2 separate regions of the Mus musculus genome follow, and region 1 is linked to region 2. Evidence: chromatin contacts called from public HiChIP or PLAC-seq data. All regions are on one chromosome and are shown on one strand. The core of a region is the stretch at or near the end of the contact, and the rest is flanking DNA. Distances in the headings are between cores, read along the strand shown.

Region 1 (5,359 bases), core at 458-2,957, 92 kb after region 2:
GGGACATTTATGCCATCAGAATCTTAACCTTAGTAGAGATCATGTACAACAAGGCCCTATGCTCCTGCCCAAGCTCCATGACATGGCCTCTCAAAGTCCTGACTAGCAGCAGCTTTGTGCTTTACACCCAGTTCAGAGCCGTTATCTAACATCGCTGCAAAGCTATCCTATGTGACAAAACACGAGGGAAGGCAGCTGGACAGATAAACCTGGGTCAACAGTATATGTAGTAAAATTAATTGCTAACTACCTGCTATCGTTCTAAATCTGCAAAGGCCACCCACCCTCAGTTGTCACATGTGAAAACCAACTCCCAGTGTGGCCCATTGCAAGGTTTACAACTCCACACTGAGCTCCATGGACCTGTGGAATTCACCTTACAGGCAAGCTCCAGGCTTCAAATACAGGCAAGTTAGTTAGCAAGAAGGTTCACTTACAGATTTTGGTAGGCTCTGAAAAACTTGTTTTACTTGAGGCTCCACATGCTTCATGGCTTGTAAAACATAACGGCCTAAAACCAAAAGCAACAGAATAAGCAAATCCATGCATAACCAGTCTGCTCCACCCCCAACCCACAGACAAACCTGCAAATCCTGCAGCAGCAATGGTCAACCCGACTGCTACCACTGTGCTGGCCTGTAATGGAGGAGAAGAGCAAGTCTTTACTACTCTTAATTGCTACCTATTCCGCAGCCAAACTCATTACGACCTTCATTTTGGTGAAAGGTGGGTTCTTTTTCCCTTTTGGGGCAGGATTAGGGATGGAACCTAGTGTGTGTCTCATGCTGGTAAGGTGCCTACAACTCCAGCCTTTCTCAAAGTTCCAACACTTTTATTCTGAGGTGGAGTCTTGCTAAAATTGTCCAGGCTGCCCACGAATTTGCGACTAGCTCTCTAAGCAACTGGGACTTTACAGAGTGCAGCACAGGGTCTGCTGGAAGAAACATTTTTTTTTCTAATAGAAATATGTCTTTAAAACTACTGCAGTTGGACGTGGTGCACATTGGCGGCTTGCATTTAGTCCCCGGACTTGGGAAACATTGGCAGGTGAATTTCTGTACGTTCTGGGACTTCCAGGACTACAAAGTGAAACCCTGTTTAAAAAAAAAAAATTAAACTACTGCAATTTTTATCCACAATTTATTGTCAGAGTATGGGATTTTCACCAAGAAGAAAAGGGTAAGTCATCTTTACCCACAACAGTAAGATGGTGATTTTTCAGCCATGGAAGAGAACTTTAACCCTTGGGCATTGGAACCCCTTTCTAGTTTAGACAAGACCGGTGAAAATAAGATTTCTGCTGGATTTGGAAACAGTGCTTGCAAAGGCTCCCTGATCCCATAAGGTATTTCCACCGTAAAGAGGGGAGGAGTGCGGAGATGGTAGTGGGGTAACAGCCCGACCTCCTAGGAGGCACAAACGTGTGCCTGCCTGCAAGCAGATAAGGGGTGTCAGCTGGAGCCACCGGAGGCCGGAGTAAAGGTCAGTCTCCGTATCCGCCCAGCGCCCCTTCGGAGCCCGTCAGCGCCGACCACTCACCATGACTCCACTCCGCGGCTCGGCACCGCGCGCTCATCCCAGCGCGAGCCCACCGCCACGGTACAGCTGTGGAGAACGACAGGGCCGAGCCAGCGATGCCGCCACTTCCACTAGCGCCGCGCAACACGGCAGCGGCGCCGTAAAGTGCGTCGGAACTGTCGCACAAAGTGCCGCACAAAGGGCCTCACCAACTCCGGTTGACGGAGAGGTCGGACTGGGGCGGGACTGGCCATGCCCTCTGCCCGGGATTCCTGACTTGCAAGTCCAATATCCGGCCCTAAAACAGGCTTTCCCGCTAAAACCTATCTCCCTAACTTTGCTTTATATAGGTTATTCCGCCCACCCCGTGGAAGTAGCGTTGTTTTTCACATGAGGCATTTATTTTGTCTTCTGTGCATCTTTTGCTACCCTGGGCTGTCGCCAGTAGATGTCAAGAAGCCACAAGGCTGATCTTCATGGCCTGCAGAGACATCTTTCTTCTTCTGGCTTGGAACGTAGTTAGATCTATAAACATCAGAAACGATATGGAAAATGATTTTTTCCAGTCTTTTTTTTTTTTCCATCTTCCTTCCTGATGTCTGCTTCAGGCTATGTAGATTTGTTCACTAAAAATACAGCTCCTGTTGTGTGTTCACCATGAATTTTTTCTCTCCTGTTTTAGCCTGACTTACTATTTGTGTAATTAAAAGAGCTTCTTGTACCTGTGTTGCTCACAGCATGTGGTTGTTTGGCCTAAGCATGGCAAATGCACTTGACTAGAAGGAAAGTGACTAGGAGCTGTCTTTTTGCATAAAGGCTGTAAGTTGTGAGAATATAAAAGCCATATGTGACCCCAAGGGAAGCTAGAAACTAAGGTAGCTGTTCTTTGTCAATGAATTCCTGTTAATCTTGCCAGTCTTCGCCTGCTACTTCCCCAAGCTTCTCCCCTTTGTTGTCAGAAGACCATTGTGTGAATGTATCATATTTTGCTTATCTTTCCGTTTCTCATGGGTTGTTTCTGTGGTGTAGCTGTGGGGAGTGTCATGTCTGTGGGCATGGATGTACAGAAACTAGGCAGAGACTTATTCCTTTCTCCTGGCTAGGTGGGCAGACATGAAATCCAGGCATGCTGTGAGGATTGGACTTTCACTTGTCGTGCTTTGAATCTGAGCTGTCTCTCAGAGGCTCATGCATGGATTCGTGTGTGTGTGTGTGTGTGTGTGTGTGTGTGTGTTTGTGTGTGTGTGTTAAGAACTCATGGCAGGGATGTGTTAGAGGTAGGGTATTGGGAAGGTAACTGGATCGAAAGGCTCTAAGAAGATGAGTGGATTGATCAGTTGGTTCTTGGCTTGGTGGATGGTGGGAGGTGATGGGGACGTAGCTGAATCATAGTTATGCGGAGCAGGTTCTTGTCTCTAGCTCCTCCCTTTCTTTGCTTCTTGGCCATCATTCATCTCTGCTGGTAGGTCCGACATTCCCCATCCTAAGGTTCTGCTTCACCACACATCCAGAAACAATGGGATCAGACGACTATGCCTTGTCAGCTCTGAGACTGTGAGCCAGTTATTTTTCCAATGTGAGGTAATTCTGTCAGTCATTTTGCCACAGCAAAGGAAAGGTGAGCAATGTAGTTACTGTTATATTCCTGAAAGGGAAGGTAGTTGGTGGATGAGGGCCTCGATCCACATCCATATTTGATAGTTTCTGGGTTTTTATTGAATTGCAGGCATCCTAATGAGTATGAGGTGGTAACTCATTGGACTTTTGACTTGAGTTTCTTTTGATCAATAATATGGAGTGCCTTTTTATATGCTTAATAAATATGTATATGCATCTTTGGAAAAAATGTCTATTCAAGTCTTTTGCCCTTGCCTTTTTTTGGGTAGTGATTTTTATTTGTTCAGATTCAGGAGTTCTCTGTGTGTTCTGGGTATCACTTCTCATTTATATGGTGTGCTATTATTTCTCCCATCTATGTGATGCATGTTTACTCTGCTGGTAGTGTGTATCGAGGTTCAGCATCCTAAAACTTTTTATAAAGTCCAGCTGTCTGGCTTTTTGGTTCTTTGTTGTTGTTCTGACCTGAGCCTTTGAGTCTCACACAAAACCATGGCATGAATGATTTGCCCTAGGTTTTCTTTTAGGGATTTTGTACTTTTCAGTTTTGATCCAGTCTGAGTTGCCTTTTCTGTTCAATACATTGGGCAAATGGCTCCCTCATTTTGCATACATGTGAGTAGTGTCCCAAGCACTGCTCGTGGAGATAGCTCTTTACTTTTTAAATGGTAGAGGTGAAGGAGAGATTTCAGAAACCGCCTGTGGGGAGAGTTCTAGTGAGCATCTGACATCTTTTGTTGTTGTTGTTGTTTTCTAGGACAACCATAACAAATTTCCACAGGCAGGGATGTTTATGAAATAGAAATGTTTTGGTTTTTCTTTTTTAATTCCAGAGGCTGAACATGTAAGATCAGGGCACTGGTGGGTGTAGTTTCTCTCCTAAGCAACTTGTAAAATTTAAAAAGGAGGAAAAGAGGAAAACTTAAAATCATCCTCTCAAAAGAAATACTTTACTTGCTTGCGGCCATTTCTGACTAGTCTTGTCTGGCTGAATGACAGCAATGTGTCAGAATTGCTCTTGGCTTTGCTTTCCCACTACTGAAAGCAAGTCCTTATCTCATGGAAGCAGTAACTGAATATTTCCAACTGATCACTGGTTTGGTTTACAAGCAAAGAAGTGATAACAGAAGTTAAATAGCAGCTAAGAAACCGCCCCCCAGGTGATGCTAACCGGGACTCATCTTTAATGCCAGATTTGAAGTTTGCTTTGCAAAGCTGGGGCCCCTTTTGTTCACGTTTGTACCACATCGTGAGGATGATAATATTTCTCTAGATGAAATTAAAAAAAATTGGTCAGGAGATACTGGGTAAATGATGTGTCACTTGATAGATGTTACGGTGGCCTAAGATGTCTCTCAAGGTACATGACAGTGAGAAGTTGCTCTCTTTTGGCCTGGCCTATTTCTGCAGAGGAACCTCTTTTGGAATGGGTTGGTTCTGGGTTTTCTGTTCTCTGGTTGGGTCAGGACTTCGGGCAGATGAGAGCATGGCTAGGACTCCACAATGCACACGCACTCTGACACATGCAGCAGGATGACCTGTGCTTTATCCGCTTTTCTAAAATGCATTGTTTGGTGAACCACATAGTGCATTGATTGTGCAACTAATGGAATATTTGAATATTTGGAAATTGTAATTGGTTTTGAAATGTACACTTAAATGTAAGTCATGCACAACACAGTGTTTGATCTGAATAAGAGAATTGTTCTTATGCTTTGGTCTTAACTATTCACTCCAATCCAGTACCTCAGCTATTCCATGGAATCCCAAGTGTGTCTTTAAAACCCTGATTGGTATACAGAGGCAGTGACTGCTTGCTATTCCATCCCTAGCTTTTTGAGGACACAGTTTTGATTTCCATAGCCACTGAGACTTTTCTGTGTCCCCTTAGAGGAAAGCTTCCAAAGGTGATGAGTTCAAATGTGACCTCTTCTCCTAAATACATTGAAGCTTTGCCACAATCTGCCTACATTTTTACCCAACTCTGATTTTAATGCTTGATATTAAAATCAGCTGACTTCAGGGGTCAAGTAGATGGGGTTTTGACAGCCTTCAGATCTGATTCTGTAGATCTAACACCATATGCTGAGATATGAGCAGCACCCAGAAATCAATTTAGGAATAATAACATCCCTGTTGTGGAGAGGTTTTCCTAGGCTTGATATTTTTCCATGGACGCAATGATGAGAGCTAGGTTGGCAGACACATTGGGCAATGTTGACTA
Region 2 (5,209 bases), core at 6-2,505:
TCCCCATCAGTGCATGTTCCAAGCATGGAAACCCAGCACCTGCTCTTAGAGGCAGCAAGTCAGAAGTTCATCCGCTGCCACAAAGTGAATTTGAGGCTTGTCTAGGATGCTTGAATCTCTGCCTCAAAATAAGATAATGATAGGCTAAAATCAAGAATGCAGAACCCTACCTCACATCCTACACAAAGCTTCACACAAAATATACCATAGCCATAATTCTAATTCTACATAACTCCTTGAATGAAACATGAGAGTGTTATTTTACCTTTGTTTTTTAATCATGGTACTTGCTTTGTACACTAGGCTGGCCACAAATTCCCAGAAATCTACCTGCTTCTGCTCTCAAGTGCTGGATTAAAGGTATGCACCACTGCCCATCCCGGGAGTAGATAAAGATGCAATCACAACTGCTCACCCTGGAGTACATAAGGATGCTTATTTTTGTTTCAGATTGGTTTTGTTAATAGTTTGTGGGGCCTGGAGAGGTGGCTCAGCAGTTGAGAGCACTGGCTGCTCTTTCAGAGAATGGGGGTTCGATTCCCAGCACCCACATGGCAGCTCACAGCTGTCTGTCACTCCAGTTCCAGGGGATCCAACACCCTCACACAGACATACATGCCGGCAAAACACCAATGCACATGAAATAAAAGTAAACAAAACTTTTAAAATAGCCGATGTGTTTAATGATTCGTTAATTAAGAAGTTTCTTAGGTCCAATACTAAAAGTACAAGCAACCAAAGAGAGTGGTCCACCCAGAAGACTCTCAGCAACAAGAAGGGATGGGATTCTCCGCCACAGGTCAACTTTCAAAGCACTGTCTCAAACACAAGAAGCCACAATGAAAAGCTACACTTCATGATACTGTTCATTTGAAATACCATACATAGGTAAATTCATAGTGACAGAAAAATGAATAATACTGAAGGGCTGGAAGGAGGTCAGCAAATGAATGTTGATGGGCACCGGGTGCCTTTCGGGGCTTTAAAAAGTTCTAAAATGTGCTGTGGTGTTGACCACACAATCATAAAAAAAAAATTTACTAAAATGCATGGAGCATGAACTGTAAAACGGAATGCTGTGTGACATAGGACTGTTTCTTGATAATCTGTCTTTTAGAAGCAGGAATGTTCCCTAAGCTAACGCCCCAGACCTAGGAGTCTACAGTGCAGAAATAGCAGCAGATAACACGGTGCTTGCAGTAAGTGTCTTTGGCAGTACTCAACACAGTGTCACAAGGGCACACTGAGCCCCAGCGCTCCAGTCGCTGAGTTCTGAGCTTCAGACTCAAGGAAACACTGCCATTGTTTCTATGGAGATCAGCGGCGCTGTGGCTGATGGGATCAGAATTCTGTGTCCACCACCAAGGTCAGGAATTCAGGGTCCTGGGACAGACGGTCTGTCATCTAGTCAATCAATGGCCTCTGTGAGTTGAACAGACGGAGAGGAATAGGGTGTGGTATATTGTCAGAGCTTTTGCCTAGCATGGTCCTGGCCCTAGGTTCCATCCGTAGCCCTACACAGAAAGAAAAGTGGGAGCAGAGAGGATAGGTCAGGATAGTGTTGGGGGAGGAGGAGGTTAAAACAAAGTTATTACACTGATTTCTTTTTTGTGTGTATGTATAGGTCTCTGTGTGTGTGCATACTAAGGCCTGTGTGTGGAGGTTAGATGACAATTTGTGGGAGTCGGTTCTTGCCTTCCCTGGGCTGGGACCTAGGAGCCAAGTCAGGTTGTCAGGCTTAGGAGACAATCTTTCTCTTGGAGACATATTTTCAGCCCAGGAAGGAGGATTTTTAAGAATTTTTAAGTTACTTAATATGCTTCAGTGCCTGACCATAGAGGTGAACAAAGGGAGAAGTCATGAAATACACAGCAGAAATGGAACCCGACGACCGACCCAGGACATTTTGTATTCCATGCCTCTGAGAAAATTGCATTCAACATAGAATATACTCTTCCTGGGATAAGCCAGGCTTATCCTTTTTATGCTTAGGTATCACAGTTGAACCATCTTTGTAAATCACAGTATAGTCTATAAAGTGCCCAATGTTATGCTAATACGTTAAAAATAAGATTTCTTGCTGGTATGATGGTGTTCTCTTTAATCCCAATACTTGGGAGGCAGAGGCAGGCAGAGGCAGGTAGAGGCAGGCAGAGGCAGGCAGAGGCAGGCAGATATGTGTGAGTCCAAGGCCAACCTAGTGTTCTAGTGAGTTCCTGGATAGCCATGGCTACAGGGAGACCCTGCCTCACCAGTACTCCTCCCCAAAAACAAACAAACAAACAACGGATTTATTGCTGGGCGTGGTAGCACTAAGCCTGAGGTCCAAGCACCCAGGCAAGTGAGACCAAAGGGTCAGCGTGCCCATCCCAGCCTGGAGCCGGCTGAACAGACCTTGAGTTCGTGCCACAACAGACCTTCACGACCTAGGTGGAGTCACCTGCCTTGGTTGCACATGCAAGTTCCCACAGGAACTTAGAAGAATACACTACCTGCTGACCTCGCTTTGCAACATAATCCAGCTGAAACCAAAGGGTAGGGCCTGGGGGGGGAGGGGCTCTCATAATATAAACACAGTGCTGAATAATAAACTTGAAGCCTTCGCGCCACTGACCCTCCCCCTGCCCCCAGCCCCGTCTCTTTGTCATTTCCAGCCCCCCTTGTTCGACCATGGCCGCTGGGCCACATGAGGCCTATCTAAATTCGAGTAAGCAAGGAAACTTAAAATATAAAATACCAATTTGAATAAAATGAGAGTTGCCTGCCTCCTGCTCTCTGGGATTAGTGTAAGAAAGGCGGACCACCTGGCTATCCTTCCTGGGGAGTTGCTTCTTCACGCATCTCCTCACATTCTCAGCTGCTTTGCTCACTCCTCCTCCCTAGAGCACCAGGGAAAGGCGGGGAGAGGGAGGCAGAAGGTTCTTGAGCAGCTGGTACTATTTTAAGACGGTTTTAGGCTCTGATTTAGCAGGTGCTGAAAGCTGGGCGCGTCCTCCTTAAAGATGGTCTCCAGCGCTCTGTGTAGAGCACCCTGGAAATCTCAGCAGCCCCAGCTCTCCGCACTCAGCCATCTTTTTCTTAATGCTCCTGGCACCTCTGTGGCTGCTGGAAACAGGAACCCATTTCTCAGAATCTGTATGGAGGCCTGCACCTTCCCAGGCAATCCCAAGAAGATGACGCTAATCATACACTTTCTTTTTGTTGTTGTTGGTTTGTTGTTGTTGTTGTTTTGTTTGTTTTTTTGGTTTTCGAGACAGGGTTTCTCTGTGTAGCCCTGGCTGTCCTGGAATTCACTCTGTAGAACAGGATGGCCTCGAACTCAGAAATCTGCCTGCCTCTGCCTCCCAAGTGCTGGGATTAAAGGCATGTGCCACCACTGCCCGGCAATTATACCCTTTCTTATTGCTTACATTAATTAACCATAATTTAAAGATAGCTATAAGACAAAGGCACTCTCCCTGGCTGCTCCCTTCTATTTTGTTTCTTCCTTCTGTCCTGCTTTTACTTATGAAAAGAGAGTTGCTAATTTTTTTAAGAGGTATCAGTGGTCCTGGTTTGATAGCTGAAACTCACTGGCTCATTGATTATTAATAAGAAGTGTAATGACAGGGCCGGAATATAACTGTGATGGAAGCATGCTTGCCTAGCAACAGGAGGCCCTGGATGCCCTCCACCTGCAATACCACAGAAACCTGTCATCAGAAGTTCAAGGCTGGCTACACAGCATGTTTGAGACCAGCCTAGGCTGCATAATACCCAGTCTCAAACCAAGCAAAGACAAATGATAATGAAGAATTACTTGTTGAGATATTGACAGCAGGAGTTGAAGAGATGGTGGATAAATTGACAAACACAATGGACGTTGGCTTTACATCCGTTCTTAGTTACCTTCCTGTTGCTCTGAAGAGACACCATGACCAAAAAGAAAGGATTTAATCACTTAATTAGGGCTTTCTTACAGTTTCAGAAGGGGAGGCCATGCAGGCATGGCACTTGATCAGTAGCTGAGAGCTTACATATGAACCATGAGCACAAGTGGTGGACAGATTGAGAGAGAGAGAGAACTCAGAACGACATGAGCTTCTAAAACATCAAAGCCCACCCCAGTAACACTTGTCCTCCCAGTTAGACCACCCTTCGCAATCCTTCCCAAACAGTTCTACCAACTGGGGCCCAAGGAGTCACATACATGAGCTATGGGGCCATTCTCATTCAAACCACTACATATAAAAGCCAGGTATAGCAGTACACATCAGGAGACTCACTGCTTTTGGGAAATGGAGACCATAAGATCCCCCACGGGAGCTCCAGGCCAGCCAGAGCCAAAAACTACCTCAAAAAATAAGGTGGAAACTCATAAAAGAAGAAACCTAAAAAACCTCTGCCTTCCACATGCATGTGAACATGTAGAACATACAGAGCACACTCGTGAGTGTCAAAAGCCTTAACCAAATCCAGCCAAAAGGCAAAAAAGTTCAGACCTTTCTCTTTGAACCTCGAGTTTTTTGTCTGGGGTTAGCAAATTTATTTTCACTCTCTTTTAGAAACTAAATAGAATGACTCTGTGTTTTGGGCAGTGAGTTTAAGTTATCTATCTGCTTTCAAAACTGGCAAGACATTTGTTAAAAATCTAGAACAAAGAGCAGTGATTTGAGGCTAATCTGTGTGTCAGACTAAACACAAAATGAGCCAAGATGAACTCCAAAATAATTGCTATTTTCCAATTTTTCAAAGTCATAAATGTGTGATTAATATACTCTCATATAGAATATTCTAAAAATTCCAAAGTACACACACACACACACACACACACACAGAGTTATACAACATTAGATTTTTACAGGAGCAATCTCTTGCGAACATAGTTTTCTATGACTTGTGCTCTAAGCTAATAATTTGTTCAGAGAAATTCCCAAGGCAATGAACAGAGCTCATTTGAACAACTACAAAATATTCAATAGTGAACTGCAAAAAAAAAAAAAAAAAAAAAAATGTATTCATTCAAATGAGCCCTTGCGCGCATTTGAATTTTCAGGCTTTATACAAAACAGTACAACAAATAATGGATGCTCCTAGAGTCACGCTTCGTCTGTTTAGCCAAAATGTCCTCAAACTCACAGTTCTCCTGCAGTAGCCCCTGTGCAACAACAACAACAACAACAACTGTGTATTGGTAAGGCAACAACATATGTTAGCTGGTACTGTATAT

The links. HiChIP or PLAC-seq counts read pairs in DNA pulled down with a chosen protein or histone mark.
Region 1: an H3K27ac HiChIP or PLAC-seq map of embryonic stem cells shows a contact between it and region 2, with 3 times the contacts expected there. The contact joins the promoter of Dnajc19 here to the enhancer-like site in region 2. A contact is called at or near these places in 4 of 39 promoter capture datasets (embryonic stem cells and macrophages), 3 of 484 Hi-C or Micro-C datasets (the G1E-ER4 cell line, cardiomyocytes and embryonic stem cells), 3 of 115 datasets of contacts at active chromatin or transcription factors (all in embryonic stem cells) and 2 of 9 other capture datasets (adipose tissue and pancreatic islet).

What each region holds. Positions count from the first base shown.
Region 1 is chr3:34,079,647-34,085,005 of GRCm38.p6, forward strand. Dnajc19 (DnaJ heat shock protein family (Hsp40) member C19) reads right to left here and starts at 1,708. Exons shown (of 6, transcript NM_026332.4): 1 at 1,540-1,708; 2 at 585-636; 3 at 438-511. The coding sequence starts at 1,542.
Region 2 is chr3:33,988,211-33,993,419 of GRCm38.p6, forward strand. No RefSeq gene overlaps it. Among named protein-coding and RNA genes, the nearest start is that of Gm46833, 15 kb to the left of the region's middle. Within about 2 kb of position 1,256, at least 18 of the 459 cell types and tissues checked have an H3K27ac peak or open chromatin away from gene starts, as enhancers often do. A contact at or near this core is called in embryonic stem cells, where this site is marked.